2 separate regions of the Gasterosteus aculeatus genome follow, and region 1 is linked to region 2. The links are chromatin contacts, called in public Hi-C maps. All regions are on one chromosome and are shown on one strand. Each heading gives the region's core, a stretch centred on a gene start, on an enhancer-like site or on the middle of the called end of the contact. The rest is flanking DNA. Distances are from core to core; before and after follow the strand shown. Region 1 overlaps LOC120827769 (a long non-coding RNA gene). Region 2 holds the start of LOC120827768 (transcription factor Sox-9).

The links. Hi-C and Micro-C count contacts between places; a contact is called where the count stands out from the background.
Region 1: a Hi-C map of skeletal muscle shows a contact between it and region 2, with 8 times the contacts expected there. The contact joins the enhancer-like site here to the promoter of LOC120827768 in region 2. A contact is called at or near these places in 4 of 6 Hi-C or Micro-C datasets (liver, skeletal muscle and whole body).

The regions. Positions count from the first base shown.
Region 1 is chr11:11,051,761-11,056,097 of fGasAcu3.hap1.1, forward strand. The region is part of intron 1 of LOC120827769 (a long non-coding RNA gene); the gene reads right to left. Among protein-coding and RNA genes, the nearest start is that of LOC120827769, 6.2 kb to the right of the region's middle. Within about 2 kb of position 2,636, at least 1 of the 9 cell types and tissues checked has open chromatin away from gene starts, as enhancers often do.
Region 2 is chr11:10,974,528-10,979,320 of fGasAcu3.hap1.1, forward strand. It overlaps LOC120827768 (transcription factor Sox-9), which reads left to right and starts at 2,974. Exons shown (of 3, transcript XM_040190876.2): 1 at 2,974-3,756; 2 at 4,089-4,336; 3 at 4,614-4,793. The coding sequence starts at 3,332. The region is part of intron 1 of LOC144384527 (a long non-coding RNA gene); the gene reads right to left.

The sequences.
Region 1 (4,337 bases), core at 1,386-3,885, 77 kb after region 2:
CAAACACATGCATGAAACAATAACTAGAGTGGAAACTAAAGTGTAAGTGGTATTAAACTCATGCTATTACTGTCCCCGATTCATGTCCCCTGTATCTTTCTTTTTTCATTCTTGGACCTGTAAAGCCGCAGAAAAAGTGTCTCGATGCCGACAAAGAGCAAGAGGACGTGCCAAGTTTCAGTATCGCCATTCAAACAGCCGGGCTAGTTGCCGATGTTTATTTTGCCGTTTTCCCGCGTTAATATTAAGCGCTTCCGTTGTTTGGTTGCAAAAAGCTCAGTGGCTCGACTTGTAGGTTGAAATCATATCCCCGACTTTGCTGAAACTGCTCTGAAATCTCTAACTTGGAGCCATCCGCACGAATCGCTCCACAACATTTACTGCCGGTTCAATCGGATTTCCACTTGTCGGGCCAGAAGAGGGTGAGGAGCAACGGACGTACGGAGTGAACAGTTGGCTTTATTGAAGTTCACGCTGGGTTTATCAGCGGCGGTACCGACAAAGGCTCACGGGACACTTTGATCTTCAAAGAGAAGTGAGCTAGAACGAGGAGCAATAAGAAGATAATAATGCCAATCTGCGTCAATTACTTCATAGATCACAGGGTTACCCCGACAGGGACGAGCAGGAGCAGGAGCAGGAGCAGGAGGAGCCGTGTTCCATGTTACCACATTGCCATCTGGCGATACGGCTGGAGACTAACCTCTGCTCCACTAGAGGGATTTACGGATGCACCGAGAGGTTCCTGACACAGCGGACCTACAAAATAGGAAACTAATGGATCCACAACACAACCAGTTGTCCGTTGTGGAGGAAAACGAACTGCTGGAGATTGCAAACGACGGAAGTCTTACAAGTATCTGAGATCAGAAACGATGAAGAACAAGCCATTTCCATCATCCTAAACTTAAAAAAAAAAAAATATGACGCAGTAGATATTAACAGGTGTGATCGTCTCTCATTGGCCCCAGAAGGGACCGTCTCGTTTGTAATTGTTTCCATGCTTTCTGTTTTATATATTTTGATATCTTCATTTGTTTTTTATGCTGGTCTAATCTTTGGATTTGCTCATATCCGTGGACGTCCATGGTGCAAAAAAAAATGGGTTGGGGGACCCATTCTTAGCTTTATCCAAGAGCGCCACCTTGTGGCTGATGTAGCCAACTGTCGTAGCTTTATACTGGGAAGTTGGCGAGCTCACCCATTTTTAAAAGCATTTACGTTGACATAGTGAATTAGTTTCCAGGGTGAAATCCTGCACATGTATTTTTGACAAGTTACTCCTTTATTTATCACACAATTTATTTTATTGTGATTATTCAGTTCTCCCACGACATCTTTCCAAATTGTTTTGTGCAAGCAACTATTCAACCGCTCATGATGAAATGTAAACAAGATGAATAATGTTGATCCTTTATCACTCTACAATCACAGCCCAGTTACTAAATCACCACCTTTTATCTTCAGTGCTGCAATTTTTTACCATATTATCCGTTTCGAGAGCAGCTTTCAACACAAATCGATCACTCTGTGCTCCTGTACCGTCTGGAAACCTGCGTTAGTACAAAAGGAACCCGCTGCGTTCTCACCTCTCCAATAGAACTTTCTCTGCTATTAAATGTCCTTTCTTCTGTGACTCATTTTCATCTTGTGGCCTTGTGGTGGGTTGATTATTGGGCTTCTGCTGTTGTCTATAAACATGATTCTCCCTCAGCCAGATCATTCTGAAGCTTTATTTATGTGCATGACACACGGCTATATGTTCGTACTTAAATACAGTTTACCGAAGCTCCCTTTGCACACGCCAGGCAACCGTACAAATGTTTTCTAAATGTCTACTGATGACATTATAAGCGCTTTAGCCTTTGACCAAATTACTGACATTACTGACGACTTGGACTTTCCTGACATTGATGGTTATGGTTTTTACTTTGTTATTTGGAGGATCCCGACTGTGGAACGATGTCTATCTTGATATATTACTATAAACAGTATAATATCCACACCATTAGCCTATTTTCATTATCATTTCTCAAAACTTTACTTATAGCAAAGCGTTGACAAGTGATATGTTGCTGGGTTTCATTATCGGATCAAATCCAGCAACACGTAACATGTTCCACACTATTCAGTTCTCCCAACTAATGTGAAATTTAAAAATAATAAAAAAAAATATTATATCATATTTGATAACCAGGGTACATTTAATTGTACTTTGCTACATTAAGTAAAGAAATCAGTGGATTCCTCTTGCATGTCTCCAAACAAGGATCCAACACTGACCTCTAGTGGTTATTGAGGATTAGGACATGCCTCCGTTGCCTAAAGGCGTGTAGGTGGAAATTATATCGAAATGCTTATATATTATAACATTAAAACGTCCTCCTGAACAGGAAAACCAACGCCAGGCATTTCATATACTAACACACGTTACAATGAGTAACACAAAAAAGTATGTGAAATATAAATATTACAGTTTAGACCTTGCAAACATTCAGAAAAGACTTAATTGTATCAATTGTTTTTGCTTTCAAATTAAATGTGTAGCTCATATAGGCGGCGTGAATAAACATCTAATAAAGTTACTGTAAAGTGACCTAAATGTGGTTCCAGGGAGTGTACTATATGTTAAGAGATCCGTACAACGGTGTGATGAGTTGTACACGTACTATTATGCTTAATCTTATAATCTGTCAACAGTGCTGTTAGAGAATGTAAAATGAATTATATTTCAAGGTGAGAGACATTCCTTATTATGTAGTAATATAACAGCACAATGTAAATGTAGTGCAAAATAGGAATTATGATTAGATTCTGTGCAATTTAGGCAAACGTTTGCCTAGAATAAATACATAACTGTTTTCCATATGACCATGAATCATTCAATTTGTGATTATTAAATAGCTTCACTGTTATTATTGTAAACACAAACGTTGATTCTGTCCTTGCTCAGGTTGTCCATTGGCGCCACAGATCTTTAGTGGCAAACAGAGAATATGCGACCCAGTAAAGTATTATTCTGTCACCGCCTACATTGTCCACAAGGGCGCAGCAGACTCCAACAAATACACAAACCCCAACCCTACACTAACAGTCAACGTCAATATGTTTGTTTGGCCTGACACTATTCCACGCAGCCTATTAGCCAGTGCAGACATTTCAATCCTCATGCCGATGAAGTGCAGGATTGTCTTGTTTCTCCTTCACAGCCCGTTGGACGAGCGACGCCTCGCGATGACGGCCGACCTCCGGAGGCGTCACAGCGCTTTGCCCCAGCGGGCTTCTCTGTTTCCTCTGGTCAGGGACACAGACAGCCGCTTCCACGCTGAGTCCGTCAGAAGATCAGGGACGACCACCTGACTCACAGGCCTACACACCGGGGGGGCGCCGGGCCTCAGGGGCCTGCTGCTTTTATCGGACACGATCATTTCTGTGCACCGCTCCGACACAATTACACTTCTTGTGTGAGAAGCAGTGCAGCTCAACCTCATTCGGTCTCCCTCAAAGAAAGAAGTGAAACAGAGACATTCAAATCTGTCGCAGAGCTTTACACGGATCATCCACACTAGCACTGAGACGTCGCGTGAGGAGCCCGGTGGTCTGCTGTGTCCCGGGGAGGTCACAGAGGGAATTTCACGCTCCTCTTCACACTGAAAATGTCTCTTTTATCCTTCACACTGAGAACCAAGGAAACGGGAAGAATGAAAGGGTGGAGTGAATGGAATTGTTTTTTAAACGGGAGCAAACTCCTGAATAAGGATTGCTAACTTGTGCAGGTGTGACTTGTCAGAGTGGGGGGGGGGGAAGCGACACCCAGCAGAGTAAAGGACATATGTGGTCACCGGTTGGGTGGAAGGGGACGTATTTGAGAGGCGAAATGGGGAGAAAGGAAATTCTCCTGCCAGAAGTGTGGTCAGTTTGCGCTTATAACGAAGCAGGTGAAGGACGGCCGGGGGGGGGTCACAGGGTTTAAATGACAGTTAGACATGGCGGGCCCCGTACGGCACACGGAGTTAAACGTGAAAGAGCCTGAAGACCCGGAGCAGAGGGAGGCTTATCAAACAATACATGCTTCCAGTGCCAGAGCCAGAAGCATCATTGTGACAAATCTTATTTTCATGTTCACCACTTTGTCTTAAGCGCGCCTCCCACCCCCCCCCCACCGCCGACGCTCTCACTCGAGCACAAGCTGTCCGTCTCTCTCAGCATCCCACTTCCCGATGACTCCCAAATGGGATAAACACCCTCATTTACACAGAGGGACGCACACACACACACACACACACACACACACACACACACACACACACAGGCACGCACACCAAGTTGCGGTTTCC
Region 2 (4,793 bases), core at 1,724-4,223:
GCCGGACTTCCTTGGTGGCGTAGCTGAGCTATCGAACGTGTTATCTGACCCGATGATGGAGGGTGGAAACTGCCAGGTCAATTAAACAATAGTGCATTTTGATAAGAACCAACAGCGGAAAGCAGAAGTTCAGACTTTTCTCCGGCGGGATAATCTCAGTTCTTCCTGTCGCAGTCTTCTGACATGTCTCGGCCAGTTGGCACTAGTTGCGGAAAATCTCAGACAGGTGTTACGTCTGTTGTGAGCGGCCGAAGCCACCTCTGCCTCCACCGCGTCACCCTGCCGCAGTATTTGTCAATCGGGGAAGTCTTTCCGTCTCTTATGGGCGCGAGATCATTCAAACAAAGGATTTCAATGCTATTGCAACATTTTTAAAAGTTCTCCGCATAGCCTTTATACATTCCTGCACAAGGAAATAAATCAAACCTTCCCTTCAATCAAAGAATTGCGAAATGCAACACATGCATGTACCGCTTCTTTTGATTCAATTGTTGAGAAGCATTCTTCGAAGGCGACGCACCAACACGTTTGAAAAAAAAAAAGGGGGCGGCCTGCTCAAACATTTACAGTGGAATCTGAGCGAGCCAGGGAAGGTGGAAGACATGACTTGGCAGTTTACCCTCAGTGTTTGACTCAAACTTTTGACGCCACGGCTCGAAGTCAAGCTGAGAAGTTTCCCAAGACCTGCTCGGCCTGCAGGCGGGTATTCCATGTAAGCTGCGAGCCCGGGCCGCCTGAGGACCTGCGTCCCCCACCCTCCTCCCATTCTACGGGGCACCTCAAGCCTTCTGCCGTTAGCACTGTGGGGGCGCAAACACGAGCGACCGCATCTCTGATGCCTCCGTGTTAGCCATCACATGGGTTTCCTCCTCTGCATGTTGAAACCCGCCGTCTCAAATGGCAGCAGCTCGCCTCCAAAAAACTGAAAATGACAAATATTTACGCTCTAATGAGATATGGTGTGTTGGTTTGTACACAGCAAAAGTAAGAGACTGCCAGAAGGATATTGGTGCCTGAAGTGAGCTGAAACCTTGAGAGAGAATTCAAAGGGTTTAAGTACATTGCGGGAAATAGATCAAGGGTTTCATGATAAGTACAGAGAGTCGGGTTACTTTAGAGTGTTACAAAATCAACATAATTATAACTATTAACTCCCGTGAAAAAAAAACAACTCAAACAGTCCTTCATTTTTTCAAATCCACTTTGTTTCACACCACTTTGTTTTGTTGTATTTCATTTAGTTGTATGCGGGAGACGGGCACGTTTTAATGAACATGTCAGGGTCAAGATGGGCTGAAAGGCTTTCACAGCAAATCTTGAACGACTGCCCTCTTTGAATATGAAAGGTGATTTTCAAAATGTTAACCCAGCAATGAAAGGCTCCGACTGCCGACAGGCTATTACTAAGTATTCTGCAAGAGAATGATATGTGTTATTTAAAAAATAATAAGTATTTTATGTTCTTATCAGCCCCATTCAATGTGGTTGATATTATATTCTTAAATGATTACAGATATACTTCATTAATAAAAGTTCTTTACTTTGGACTCCTTGATTATTAAACCAACTTTGTGATAAAAATAGAAAACTTTCAGTTTTCATGACTGAATGTCGACACATAACAAGCAGCAGTCGGATTTGGTTTATAAAATGGTAAGCATGGATTATAGGGACTGAACTCTCTCAACAAAGTGTCCTTTGTGCAGCAAAAACAAGTGTTGGAACAAATCCAGCAAAGTAGATTTCAGTGTTGAGACATGTTTGTTTTGATCCGGTTCTCCACAGACATTTTTAAATGTTTGCGTCGACCGAGGAAAACCTTAAATCAACTAAGTAGCCTAACATATTACTTTACTTACTTTCACAAACTTATCATTCTTATGATTATTATTAATTTAATCATCATTGTTAATACTGCTATTATTTATATTTGTCCTCTAGATTCACATTGTCAAAAGATAGAATAGAAATAGTTGCAAATCACCAATCACTGAATCAGCAGCAATCTAAATCATCAATCAAAATAGTAATCTTCAGCTTTTCTAAACTTCAACAGTAAACGTCAAAAATGGGGGATACCGCATGTCACTTGTTGTTTATTTGAAATAAGAATCGTTTTTAAAGCCACATGTCACTAATAACCCATCTACCGGAATAACAATATGTTTGTATCACCCGGTAGTGTCTGAATGGTTGGCGCGCTGCACAGTTGCTGGACTGCTGTCGCCCCCTGTTGGTCCGATTGGTCACTGCATCGAGCCGAGAGGCGACGGGGATGCGGCTCACGGGATTGTCTCCGTGCACAAAGCTACCCGCGTTATTCCAAAAGAAGAGTAGAAGAAAATACCATCAAAAAACGTCCCCAGTTTCCAAATGAGAACTACTCGAATGTAGAAAGGAGAAACAGGTTTCCAATTGATCGTGGCGACTTTACCTGAAACCCCAACTTTGAGATTCAGAGTCAGATTCTTTGACTTTTTGTCGGCAAAGCAAGTGACTTGTCAATCGGGGGACAGGTTTTTTCCCAATATGCAAATTAGCCTGTAGTTCCTGCTTGAAATAAATAAAAGAAAGAAGAATAAAGTACAAGTACATATACCAATAGATGCCTCTAACAATAAAGTGAGTAAAATGCTTTCGCCTCTAGTATCAAAGTAAATTCAGAGGGTCTTTTTTCTTTTTTTTCATCTTGATTTCACTGCAATATTAAAATCCCAAACATTATTGTAACATTTCGAGGTTGTGACTTTTTACTAAGTATAGCCTTACTTTTTGTCAGAGAGTGTGAGATAAGTTTAAACTTTTCATCAAAGCTAAAATGTCAATGAAACCTGGGTTTATAAGGGGAAAACACCTCTTCTCTACTGTGACTGTGGTTTCGTTGTTGTTGACTGCATCAATCCCTCAGAGCAGAGTCATATTACGTCTCCGCCTACCACAAGTTTTCCCCCAATCAGTTCGCGGCCGTCAAACATAAATCCGGGCTTCGCCTCCTGCGTCTCTAGACTCTTCAGCGACGCTCCAGGAGCAGACATCTCAGCCACATTTCTCCTTAAGTCACAGTTGCAACGCTGAGCATTAGAAAGAGAAACAGATTTCCCTTCTTCGCTTGTGAAAGTCGACGGATCGTCAAAAACTTTTATTTTTGACATTTTTTTTGTGTGTGTGTGTGTTTTTTTTAAAAAAAGGATTCAAGTTTGCCCGTCAAGCCGTGCGCCCTGATAGGCTGTCACTGCAGTCTTTGGGCACAGCACTCGGATTTAGAAATAAGGATTTTCTCCTTTTTTGTTGTTGTTTTCACTGCGAGAAGTTTTTCTTTCAATTTTTTCGCATGAATCTCCTCGACCCTTACCTGAAGATGACAGAAGAACAGGAGAAGTGTCACTCTGACGCTCCCAGTCCCAGCATGTCCGAGGACTCCGCAGGCTCACCGTGCTCCGTGTCCGGTTCGGACACTGAGAACACCCGGCCGTCCGACAACCACCTCCTCCTGGGTGCAGACTACAAGAAAGAGGGCGAAGAAGAAAAGTTCCCCGTGTGCATCAGAGATGCGGTGTCCCAGGTGTTGAAGGGCTACGACTGGACTCTGGTGCCCATGCCGGTGCGCGTCAACGGCTCGAGTAAAAGCAAACCTCACGTCAAGAGACCCATGAATGCGTTCATGGTCTGGGCTCAAGCCGCAAGGAGGAAGCTGGCCGATCAATACCCGCATTTGCACAATGCCGAACTCAGCAAAACCCTGGGAAAACTTTGGAGGTAGGTTTGCTTTGCATTCGCAATAACTCGTGCGTATTTACGCGCCGCCGTGTGCGGGAACAACTATTTCTCCGATGCGATGCGCCACTTCGTGTACAGCTGCTTCAATCTGCCTTGTAATTTGACTACAGCTTTTAAAATTACATTACTAATTATTGCGGTTTTATCTATATATAACTGCTTGTTTTACTATCCAGCTGGTCTGGGCTTAGAATGCGCAAACTTTTTTTGTGGCTGCTTTTCTCGAACATTAAAATAATCAATGTATGTCGTGCTTGCTGCCAATTGAACGCGTTTTAATGTGAATGTACAATTATCCGTGATATTTTCAGATTGCTCAACGAAGCAGAGAAGCGCCCGTTTGTGGAAGAAGCTGAGCGTTTGAGAGTCCAGCACAAGAAGGACCACCCCGACTACAAATATCAGCCCAGGCGGAGAAAGTCCGTGAAAAACGGGCAAAACGACCCCGAGGACGGCGAGCAAACCCACATCTCTCCAAATGCGATCTTCAAGGCTCTGCAGCAGGTCGATTCTCCAGCTTCAAGTTCGGGCGAGGTGCATTCTCCAGGAGAGCATTCAGGTGAGAATATAATGCGGGAAATAAAGAGCACATTTTGCTGGTACAGTAAGCACGTGCTGGTATAAATCAAATATTCAGAAGCTGTTAGGGCCTTGAACAGGCACCTGTTAATGATTAGTGCTTAATGATTAGTGTTTTACAAGCCATCGTGCTGGTATCTGTCGGTACAGTGTCAACAAAACCTCCTCCTGAAACCATTTGCAAATACACTGGCATTTCGATTCACCACGCGGGTACATTTTATTTCAAGGCTAACTCTTGTCTTTCCTCCAACCAGGTCCGTCCCAGGGCCCTCCAACACCCCCTACCACCCCCAAGACAGACCTGCCCTCCAGCAAGGCTGACCTGAAGCGAGAGGGTCGCCCCATGCAGGAGGGCACCAGCCGCCAGCTCAACATCGACTTTGGAGCTGTGGACATCGGCGAGCTGAGCAGCGAGGTCATCTCCAACATGGGCA